Regions from separate parts of the Mus musculus genome. Here regions 1 and 3 are each linked to region 2. A link is a contact called in public Hi-C and HiChIP or PLAC-seq data. All regions are on one chromosome and are shown on one strand. Each heading gives the region's core, a stretch centred on a gene start, on an enhancer-like site or on the middle of the called end of the contact. The rest is flanking DNA. Distances are from core to core; before and after follow the strand shown.

Region 1 (3,658 bases), core at 263-2,762, 820 kb before region 2:
GAACTCACTCTGTAGATCAGACTGGCCTGGAACTCAGAAATCCACCTGTCTCTGCCTTCTGAGTGCTGGGGTTAAAGGCGTGCACCACCACTGCCCGGCTCGCTCTCCTACTTTCTTGTCATACATATTTAGTATGCATATATAGAAATGTAGGTTCTACATATGACATTTGAAAAGGAGACCAAGCAAAAGATATTATTATGTTACAAAGGACAGAATGCAGGTAAAAGGGCATACGTCATGAAAGAAGATATAAAGCTATTTTTTATTTTTAAAAAAATTCATACAATTTTTTTCTGAGAGGGATTAGGATAGAAAAAAGTATAGTCAATATTTATTATAGAAGAAAAACCTACTTTTCCTCCACTCCCAGTTTGAACTCCATCATCATTCCTTCCTCCTCTTTTTATGGGGATAAGTAAATAAAAATGTAACTAAAAGTCAAAAAGTCGAAGACTAAAACCCTGAGAGAAGATCCATGGTTCATGGTCATTCTAACTGTTTAGCTGGATAAAGTTTGGGACTGGACAAATTTTTAGAATAAACAGATTTTTTAAGAAAGAAAAATAACCATATTTTATAAAGCATCAATTTCAAGACCTTTATCACTTATCAAATGGAGAAGCTACACTTCTAGAAACTACTGTTCCTATCACAGACAAGGAGCTACTGATCTTCCAACTGGTTCATTTAAAATGGTTTTCCCTGTACCTTCAGCGTGGCTATCCAAAGGTCTCTGGGGATGTAAACATCTCCAAATTTACTCACACAAACAGGAAAACCCTAGATGGTGCCATTATCAACAATGGGCTCTTTTCAAATCCCCGCCAAAGCAACAGGCACCAGACGGTAGCTGAAAACGCTGGAACAGTGTGATCAGCCATTGCCAAGCTCCTGGATCAGAGAGATCCACTGCTCCCTGCCTTGGAAACGACACACATTCTGTTTCACATTTCAGTAAAACTCGTCTCAGGAAGTCAGATCCAAACAACCAGAAACAATTCTCTTTCTCTTCTAGAAAACCTGCTTCCTCCCCCTTTGCTTCAAACTTTAAAAGCTCCACTTACCGTGCTTGAAGCCCACTGTGGACGCTGACTCTGGAAAGGCATTAGACAAACACCGGAGGAAACGCCGACAGCTGTCCTCTCCTTTTTTCTGTATCAAAATTAACAGCTTCCGACTTTTCTTCAGGGGATCTGTGATTTCCTCCAGAGTCTCATACTCCTTCTCAGAAATCAGGCTCCGAGAGGTTAACGTGTCCAAGATAGAGTCCGGATCTTGTTGGAGGACACTGAGCAACTTCGTACGTTTTTTTTCTATGAGTTCTGAGGAAGCACCCTCTGTAGCCATTGCTTCCTACAAACCAGGAAATGGATCAAGTCATTCTGGCAGGTAAAGAAATCTATGTTAACAAAGAAAGGCAGAAATCCTACTTAGCAAAGATAAAACGCGTCAAAAATACCTGTTGTTGGAGAGGGCAAAGAGGACAACAGAGAGTACAAACACAGGAAGTCAGCCCGGAGCACTCTCGGTCTGTGGTTCTGTGGTTTCCTGTTGCTGATCTTTTATCTGTGTTTTCTCTGTCTCTCTGTCTCTCTGTCTCTGTCTCTGTCTCTGTCTCTCTGTCTCTGTCTCTCTCTGTGTCTGTCTGTCTCTCTCTCTCTCTCTCTCTCTCTCTCTCTCTCTCTCTCTCTCTCTCTGTGTGTGTGTGTGTGTGTGTGTGTGTGTACACTTGCTGAGGTTGGAATCCAAGGTCTCATGTGGTTCTGCTACTGATCTGTACCCGGAACCTTACTCTCTGCTCTTTTTGATGGCTAGACTAAATTTCACTAATACTGGGCAGTGGGGAACATGCCACAAAGGGTGGCCCACACCTCTGATGCCAGCATTCAGAAGGCAGAGGCAGGAAAATAATAATCGTTGCAGTTTAGTGGCTGGCTAGTCTACACAGTGTGTTCTAGGCCACCCAGGACCACATAGTTAGACCCTCTCTCAATAAAACAAAACGAGATGAAGTGAACCCGGGACCTCCTCCAGGATGTTTCGTTTGAACATTGAATTGGGCTAGGTATCCCTGCTCTGGGCCCTAAACTGTGATGTTATAAATGCAAATCGACTGATTTGTGGAGAGTAATCTTCAAAATGCAGGTAAAAAATAGATCAAAATTGTAAATGTATAACCCTTCCCTCTAGCAATCCCACCTCTAGAAATGTAGGAGCTGGAGAAATGGCTTAGCAGTAAGAACACTTTTTGCTCTTACAGAAGACCTGGGTTCATTTGCCAGCACTCTCAAGGTGGTGCTTCATAACCATCCATAAATCCAGTTCCAGCCAGGCGGTGGTGGCACACGCCTTTAATCCCAGCACTCAGGAGGCAGAGGCAAGCAGATTTCTGAGTTCAAGGCCAGCCTGGTCTACAGAGTGAGTACCAGGACAGCCAGGGCTACACAGAGAAACCCTGCCTCAAAACACACTATATATATATACACACACACACATATATACACATATACATATATATATACACATATACATATATATATATATGTGTGTATATATATAAAATAAATATAGTTCCAAGAGCTCCAACTTCCTTTCTGACCTCCATGGGTACCAGGCACACACATGGTACACATCTATACACACAAGCAAAAAAAAAAAAAAACACATATAAGAATCTTTACAGAAAATATTATTAAATGCATGCCAAAAATATACATAGGAAATATCTATTCCAACTGGATAATAGCAGAAAAGCAAAAATATCCTAAATTTCCATAAATCAGAGGTCTGTGAAATAAATGATAGCAGGAAAATACCAAGGAACTATTAAACTGGTAAAAAGATTTTACTAATTTGTGACACATCATGCGGGTGATCGGAAGTGAACCCTAGTTCCCTGGGAGAGTAGCCAGTGTTCCTAGCCATCTCTCCAGCTTCCTGCTAGGCTGTTTTAAAGGATAAAGTAGAACCTAATAGTGATGATAAGCACATTATATTATTTTGGAGAATAGCAAGTTACCGATCCCATTTAAAAAAAAAAAAAAACTGGGCAAGATAATACACACCTTTAAGCCCAGCTCTGGGAGGCAAAGGCAGGTGGTTCAAGGCCAGCCTGGTCTACATAGAGAACTCCAGACCATCCAGGGCTATATAGTATGATATATATATATATATATATATAGCGTCATCTCAAAATTAGACAAACAAACAAACAACAAAAGCAAAGCAGTATGTAAGCTACGTGTGGTGGTGTACGCCTTTAACCTCTGGGGAGGCAGAAGCAGATCTCTGTGAATTGGAGTCTGCTCTCCATAGCAAGTTTCAGACCAGCTAGAGCAGCACAGTGAGACCCTGTCTCAGAAAAGCAAAGCAAGCAAAACCAGTATGTGTACAGCATATGCCTGTTGCACATACAGCAGACATTTTTGTAAGAAGATAATTAAGAGAGACAGCCCAGGTTTTAATACTGGCTACTCCTGAGCATTGGATTATGAATGGATTTATAGTTTGTACACTAATACATTCTACATTTGAGAAGGCTCAACAGTTAAGAGCACTTGCTGTTCCGCGGAGGACCTTGGTTTGATTCCCAGCACCTTCGTAATGGCTCACACAGAGCAGGAAGTCCACTGCCAGGAAATCCAATGCCCTCTGC
Region 2 (3,681 bases), core at 523-3,022:
TAATATCTTGTGATGGTGTTTTATGGGTGTCCTCATAGGTCACAATTTCTTTACATGTAGATTACCCTCACTTGTACTTTAAGACATCTAATAAGTAATGTCTCTGCCTTCTAAGTCCAGTGCTATAAATAGCAACACTACAAAATTCACTATTTTGCTAGTATGGTGCAAATAAAGCATTTACTCACGAACTCCAAAGAAGGCCCTGGAGCGATTTCTCAGTAGTTAAGAGCATTTTCTCCTCTGGTAGAGGACATATGTTCAATTCCCCACACCCACGTGACGGCTCACAACCATCCCCAACTCCAGTTCTCTGGAATCTGACATGCTCTCTGACTTCCATGGCTGCCATGTGCACACATGGTACACATATAAAATGCAAGGGGAAGAGTTGTACATGTACAGTAAAATACATAAATGTAAAAATTAAATAAATTAAAACTTCAAGGTAGCACTAGTCTCTTGGATTCGTCCAGTAGTCTATCGTCTAGACTGAGGTGACTCTGAAGACTTTATGAGACCCTGAGGACATGATGACAAGCTGTCAGTATGCAGTCTTTCACACCAACCACCCCACAAGCTTTGCAGTGTTGCTTTCATTAGAAACTGCTTCTGTCCAGTGTCTAAGTACATGTTCAGAAAATAACCTTAAATACACTTTCTTTTCCTCTAAAAAGATCTGTTTTCCATCAGTGAGGAGAAAGTCAACTCTTACTATATTTGGTCTTTTAATGATATTTTCCCAGAAGTAAGATTTAGCAGAATTTAATTATTGGAAACCCTGAAATACACCTTCAATCCTTCAGCTTCTAAAAGATGCTTGAAACCTTCCCATCTCCTTCAGACCCTTGAGGTACTTGTATGTGCCTATAAATAAAACCATGTGTCTATTTTATTCACTTTTAACATCTATTGTAAGCATAGCCCTTCTACACTAAGTTCCCCTTTCTTTTCTGGAGACAGTGTCCAGTATCTGAGGCTGTCCTTGCACTTGGTATGTAGCAAAGTTCTGGTCCTCTGATTCCCCAGTGTTGGTATTACATGTGTGCTCTACCATGCCTAGCCTGAAATCATCTTCCAAACATTGGCTCCTTTTCTTCTGTTTTTGCTCACAGTTTAGAAATAGTCAATGTTCAACGCACATCTTTGCATCATGTACCAGAAAGTATATTATATTTAAGCGAAGAAAGTCACGTTAATTTTGAATAAATTCCCAATTAAAACTAATTAGAATTTAAAGAGATAGAGAAAAATTCTAGTCCTGAAAGATGGAAATATAGAAGACTGGAAGAGAGGAAGTTATATCTTTGGTCTGCTTTTTTTTTTCCTTTGTTCTACCTACACCAAGGGCTAACATCAATGGGGAATATCTGTACACGAAATATAAGACTTTTTGTTTTGTTTTGTTTTTTTCGTAATGCCTTAACATTCAGTGAGGAAGGCTGTATGCCCTGAAAGAGAAGCCAGGGTATGGTTTCAATGCATATCCCATACAACCAGAAATAAAAGGCAGATGTAGGATAGATGTGTTTTTCCATTTGATTTTAACTGGCTTTTTTTGGGTAACTTACATTCTCCCCACTTGAACTACATACAACCCTAGGTGTCCTTCGCCAGAGAAGAGTACCCACTTTACATTTGTCACCTAGAATTTGTCACTGAAAATTCACTGTTGTGTATGCCTTATCAGGGACTACTCTCCACTGACTTGGCTCCAACATTGCATAGGGTGTTATGTTTCTCCCTCCTATGCTCTCCCTCCCACACACTGCAGACTGATGAGGTCACGGGATCCCCTAATCTACTTCCACTTCCCTGATCTGTCTTCTCTCCACACTGTGTTTGTTGATTTGCCAGTTCTTTCGTATTTGTACTGTTTCAGTTTTTATCTATGAGAATATGTTTTCAGAGTTACTGAGTCATATAGTAATTCCAGGTTTAATCTTTAGGAATGGCTAAGGGTAAGTGAGTGGGTGGTGTGCTTGTGTGTGTGTGTGTGTTAGAAGCTTCCCAGAAATGTGTAAGAATTCTTTAGCTTACCAGCACTTTAGCACAGTCCATTTTGTTTTCGGCTACCCCGATGTGCACAGAGTGTCATCTCAGTTAGTCTGGTTCATATCAGCCAAATCTGAGTTAGAGATGCACTGATTTCCTTTCTTTGCTTAAATCATTTCCTTTAATATAATGTCTTCTGGGCTCATTCCTATTGTGACAAATGATGTGATTTCATTTACTTATCTATTTCTTCACTGGTGGACATGTAGGTGAATTTTGTATGTTGGATGTCATTAATACTTCCACCATAAGTCCGGGAGTGCAGATGTGTCTCTAGCATGCTGATTTCACTCTCTTTGGTTACATGCCTGTAGAGGGATTATTGGATGACATGGTTGTTCTGTTTTTGAGAAAAGCCTGTGTATTTGTTTTGATATCTCTACCAACAATGTGAAAGGATTCCTTTGTCCTCTGCATCTTAACCAGTACTTTGTCTTTTTGACACTGGCCATTCTCACTGCAATGAAGTTAGAACTCATTGTGGCTCTGATTTGCATTTGCCTGGTGATTAGCAGTATTGTGTAGTTTTCAGATACCTGTTGGCAACTTGTAAGTCTTCCAAGTTTTTTTTTTTTTCCTCAGATCCTTTGTTCCCTTTTCAATGGATGATTCCTTCCTATGTTACTTGGGTTCTTTCTATGCTTTGGATATTAATATTTTACAAAATGAATAATATAAAATACCATTTGTAGGCTCACAGTGACTCTTTGCTTTGTTGATGTATACCTTGAGGTATAAAAGCTTTATTGTTTTATTTTTAAATTATGTGTGTGTGTGTGTGTGTGTGTGTGTGTGTGTGTGTGTGTGTGTGTGTAATATATGTTCATGGTTAATGCATGTGCATGTGTATGTATCTCCAGTGGTCAAACATGTGAGCTACTTGATATGGGCACTAGTAGACTCAGGTTCTCTGGCAGAGTAGTCTGTGCCCTTAAGAACTGGGCCATCTCTCTGGACCCTGCACAAACCTTTCAATTTGTTCTCTGTCTTGACTTTTACTTTTGCTGCTTGAAATTCTGAGTCATAGCCAAAACCTGTTTCTACATACCACTCCTTTTCAGTATTTCACAAGTCTCCTTTCTCTAGTTAATGAAAAGTTATGCTCTTTCAGGGATATCAGTGAGGTTTGCTTCCTTTTTTGGTGTTCTTTGCAGCCTGCAGTTGATATTTCTGTATCTAGGGTAGAAGTTCAATTCCATGCACCCAACCCCACCACTGGGTAGGTTCTTCTAACCTTTAGGCACATGCTAAGATAATGGTATATTAACTTCTATTTGGGACTCAGTAGTGTTGCCTCTGTGTAGTTTCTTTTCCTATGATCTTGCCAGCATTGGTGTCTGAGGTTACAAGGGTTTATGAATTCACTAATGTGGTGTGCTTTCGTATAGGATAAGGTTTCAGGTTATAACAGGTGGTACCTGCAAGTGTTGTGGGTTGCTGTCTATAGGACAATCTTTGATGTGGTCAGGATCACAGTCTTACTAGATGTCAAGGCAATGTCAGACCTGTGGAGACACTGCCGACTCTCTGGCTGCACATGTCGTTTCTAGAAGACACAGCATTTACTGATGTGTTATTAGATTACTCTCAGCTACACAGGGCATCCTGGCTACCTGTGAGGTAAGG
Region 3 (3,564 bases), core at 305-2,804, 580 kb before region 2:
TTCTAGAAGTAATTAAAAATTTTAGTCAGTAGTGAGTTCTTGTACTCATTTATTTCCATGAAGAAGGAAGTTGAATTCTTGCCAGGACTGATTATATAAAAGGGGCTTTTTATATTTTGGTCAAAGGAACAAGACCCCACTCAACAAACACATTTTCTTGGCTATTTCACTCAACAAACACATTTTCATGGCTATTTATCATTTTTTTTTATCTTGTTCCTGTTGAACTTCCTGGCCACAGTGACTGTATGCTTGACTCTTGAACTAGATAACATGATCTCAGAAATATGCTCTTTGGGAACTGCAGAGAGTCCAGACTTGAAGGATCAGCATAGTCCCTTGCGAACATGTTCCAAGCATCCAGCTGTTACCACTGCAATGAGCTGGTGCTTCCGCACTGGGAAGTACAGGGTTCCAGTGCCAGAAGCGTTGGTAAAATGCTTGTTCCCGAACTTTAGAGCAGATAAAGAAAAAACAGTTTTGGGGAAGTGATGGTGAGCATGGGGAACATACTTTCACAGTGATGAGGCCACAGCGAATTTCTAGGAGACAAGCTGTCACTTAGGTATGATCAGAGCTCTTTTCCCAAATACGTTCTCTCATGGCAACTACTTGGTGCAGTGTGTGGTCTGAGATGGTAACTTCCTTTCATCCCTAGTGTTCTAACAGCCCCTGTCTGAATGTATCCAGCAATGAAGTACATTACAAAAAATAAGAACAAAGGTTGTCCAGCTCAAGTGGTTGACTCTTGGCTTATCTGTGCTTTTTCATTAGTCATGTTTCAATTGGGGACTTGATGGAGATACACAGGACCTTTCAGAGGTTGCATTTTCCACGTCGCAGTGGAAGGTTTCTTTGATTTCATGGATCTTTTAAAAACATCTTAAATCAAAATACACTGTTAGAAGAGCATACCCACCGGGCAGTGGTGGCGCACGCCTTTAATCCCAGCACTTGGGAGGCAGAGGCAGGAGGATTTCTGAGTTAGAGGCCAGCCTGGTCTACAGAGTGAGTTGCAAGACAGCCAGGGCTATACAGAGAAACCCTGTCTCAAAACAACAAACAAACAAACAAACAAACAAAAGAAAAAAAAAAGAAAAAAAAGAATTGCAGACCTATCCCACAGTAGATAATCATATTAACTGATTAAGATCATCTCAGAAAGAAAAATACGTTTTTTCCTTCTATTTGTGGTTCCCAGGTTTTATGTAGAGGTATAAAATCATGTACCTATGTATTATGGGAAAGTAGAAACAAGACTCTCTAGGAGAACAAAAGGGATGCTTGGGGGCAGGAGGGAGCGAGGGTGGGGAATGAGAGGTTAGGAAGCATGGAGGGGAATGTGCTCAAATGCTCATATACTCTTGCCTGCATGAAATTGTTTTCATGGCAATGTAGTCTAATGCCCAGTGAATGTTTTGAAAACTATATACATTACTAGATACTAAATAAGCTTATGCAACCAGTGGTTAGGTCAAGAAGTATAATATCAGCAATACTGTATAAATTACTCATGCTCCTGTTGTAGGCCCAGCCCCTCTCTCCATTAGGGGTAATGCACGGTCTTGGCGTTTTGTGTTCCTGGTTTTTGTTCTCTATTTCTGGGCTGGGACTTGCCCATATGATGTAACTTTGTTGGTTGAGTTTTTCCTTCTTTTCCTTCGATATTTCATACTTTTTAATTTTCTGTTTAGCAGTGGTGATTTCAATGTTCAGTGGACGACTAATCTGTATCAAGTTTGAGGTGTCAAATTCTATGGGATTGTAGTTTGGCCAAGCCACATGCATATTTGCTTTACACAGAGTCAGATCTAATTCTAACCCTGAGTCAGTAGCTTCTCTTGAAGCTCCTAGGAGGTATTAATTATGATCAGCATTAAAAAACTCTTTAGAGTTTGTAGTATGAATATTAAATTTAAGTAAAATATTCTAGAATCATATTAAATGCAAACAGACAACAGTTCCTTATAACCATAATGACAGTATTTGATAATATTTCCTTTTTGGCATGAAAAACAATTTTGTTATATACAGAAATTCTAAGGTACATATTTACAGCTTTATTTGCTCAAAATTGTACCTACTAGCTGTAATTTAGCTTGTTTAATGTTTGCAGCTTGCAGTGACACAAATAATTTAATGTGGCTTCCTTGGGAACATGAATCACATAGATTCTAGGAATGCATTATGAGTAAAATGTGCACTTTCTTTTTTTCTGTGTGTTGTGATTACACACATGAACTTCCAAGTGTGGAGTCGGTCAGTTTCACACAAGAGCAAAGTGCTGTTGCAGCTCACAGCACGATCTTGTGCTCTGCTGCCTCTGGGCTGGGATATTGTGCATTAGGCAATGAGATGTCAATGAAAGGTTTTCATGGAGGAATGAGATTAGAGGTGGCCTTGAGGAAAGAGATTTTGTTAGGAATTGTAAGCAGAAAGAAATGTAAACACCCAGACATGCTCAGGTGGAAGAACTTCAGAAAGTCAGAGTCATTTTTGCAGAATCACCCACCACTGCTAAATTTAACTTAAAGTAGCTAAGAAAGTAAACTTATAGCATAAATAATGGCCTCATAGAATGGCTGAATGCTGATAAACAGTGCACAGAACAGAATATGAGGGAAAATGCCCGGAGCAACGCATTCAACTGAGAAAAACAGCACACTAATCTCCACCAATTCTTGAAAACTATAAAAGCATACAACTAAGATTCAATTGTATGGAAATCTTGGAGTATCTCTGGAAATTGGTGTGCTTTGGAAACTAACTTTGAGAACACTTTATTCTACTGTTTGTCTTGCTACTGAATACTTGAGTGGAAATAAATGAATAAACACAAGAAAGTAGGGGATAACCAGAAGGAATTGCCAAGTGGCAGGCTGTGAACAGCAAGGGTTAGAAGAACTCTTTTACGTGAAAATCTTTTTTTTTCCTCCCATGAAACCAAAACTTCAATGAATTCTGTGTTTTGGAGCTAATGGTAGATATTACATGTTTGGCAGCTTGTTAGCCTTTCTCTGGTCATTTTTCTCCTTAAGAATAAATAGCCTGTTCATGGGGAAGAAGACAGAGTGTGCTGCAATGCTCCTGCTCGCCTGCCGCTGTTCATAATTACAGAAGCTCGTGCATGAGCCTTGTGGGCAAACCCTCTGATCTCAAGACCAAAGGTCCTGGAAAATTCAGTCTCCCCTCCTGCATGACAGTAACAAGCAAGTGCTTAATTCTGCCCGTGGACCTCTATTCTAGCATGGCAACCAGGAATACACAACAGAGCTGCAAAATCCCAGGTGGTTTATGGTTAATGACGGGGCATTAGCAACACTGAGTAAAGAATGATACAACTTAACTCTGGTTCAGCCACTGCAGAGATAAATGATTCGCTTGGATAAATCATTCTGCACTGACCTTAAAGAGAACCGTGAACAAAATAAAAAACAACAAAAGAATTAAAGCAGAAGATTATTTGCACAATCTTAGCCAACTTGCTTGGGCCAAAACCAGCTTAAGAAAAGTGTGAGATAAATTGTCTTGGAGTAATTTTGAGCTAGAATAACGAACCAATAA

What was found. Hi-C and Micro-C count contacts between places; a contact is called where the count stands out from the background. HiChIP or PLAC-seq counts read pairs in DNA pulled down with a chosen protein or histone mark.
Region 1: an H3K4me3 HiChIP or PLAC-seq map of bone marrow-derived macrophages shows a contact between it and region 2, with 4 times the contacts expected there. The contact joins the promoter of Card6 here to the enhancer-like site in region 2. A contact is called at or near these places in 17 of 39 promoter capture datasets (the 3T3-L1 cell line, 3T3-L1-derived adipocytes, the HPC-7 cell line and 11 more), 1 of 15 datasets of contacts at CTCF or cohesin (large pre-B cells), 1 of 484 Hi-C or Micro-C datasets (erythroid progenitors), 8 of 115 datasets of contacts at active chromatin or transcription factors (the NIH/3T3 cell line, bone marrow-derived macrophages, embryonic stem cells and 4 more) and 3 of 9 other capture datasets (adipose tissue, liver and pancreatic islet).
Region 3: a contact with region 2 is called in a Hi-C map of bone marrow-derived macrophages, with 10 read pairs. The contact joins two enhancer-like sites. A contact is called at or near these places in 2 of 484 Hi-C or Micro-C datasets (bone marrow-derived macrophages and uterus) and 1 of 9 other capture datasets (embryonic stem cells).

The regions. Positions count from the first base shown.
Region 1 is chr15:5,107,021-5,110,678 of GRCm38.p6, forward strand. Card6 (caspase recruitment domain family, member 6) reads right to left here and starts at 1,513. Exons shown (of 4, transcript NM_001163138.1): 1 at 1,463-1,513; 2 at 1,068-1,356. The coding sequence starts at 1,350.
Region 2 is chr15:5,926,194-5,929,874 of GRCm38.p6, forward strand. No RefSeq gene overlaps it. Among named protein-coding and RNA genes, the nearest start is that of Gm41259, 120 kb to the right of the region's middle. Within about 2 kb of position 1,773, at least 15 of the 459 cell types and tissues checked have an H3K27ac peak or open chromatin away from gene starts, as enhancers often do. A contact at or near this core is called in adipose tissue and bone marrow-derived macrophages, where this site is marked.
Region 3 is chr15:5,347,532-5,351,095 of GRCm38.p6, forward strand. It overlaps the pseudogene Gm46496. Among named protein-coding and RNA genes, the nearest start is that of Gm41257, 95 kb to the left of the region's middle. Within about 2 kb of position 1,555, at least 22 of the 459 cell types and tissues checked have an H3K27ac peak or open chromatin away from gene starts, as enhancers often do. A contact at or near this core is called in bone marrow-derived macrophages, where this site is marked.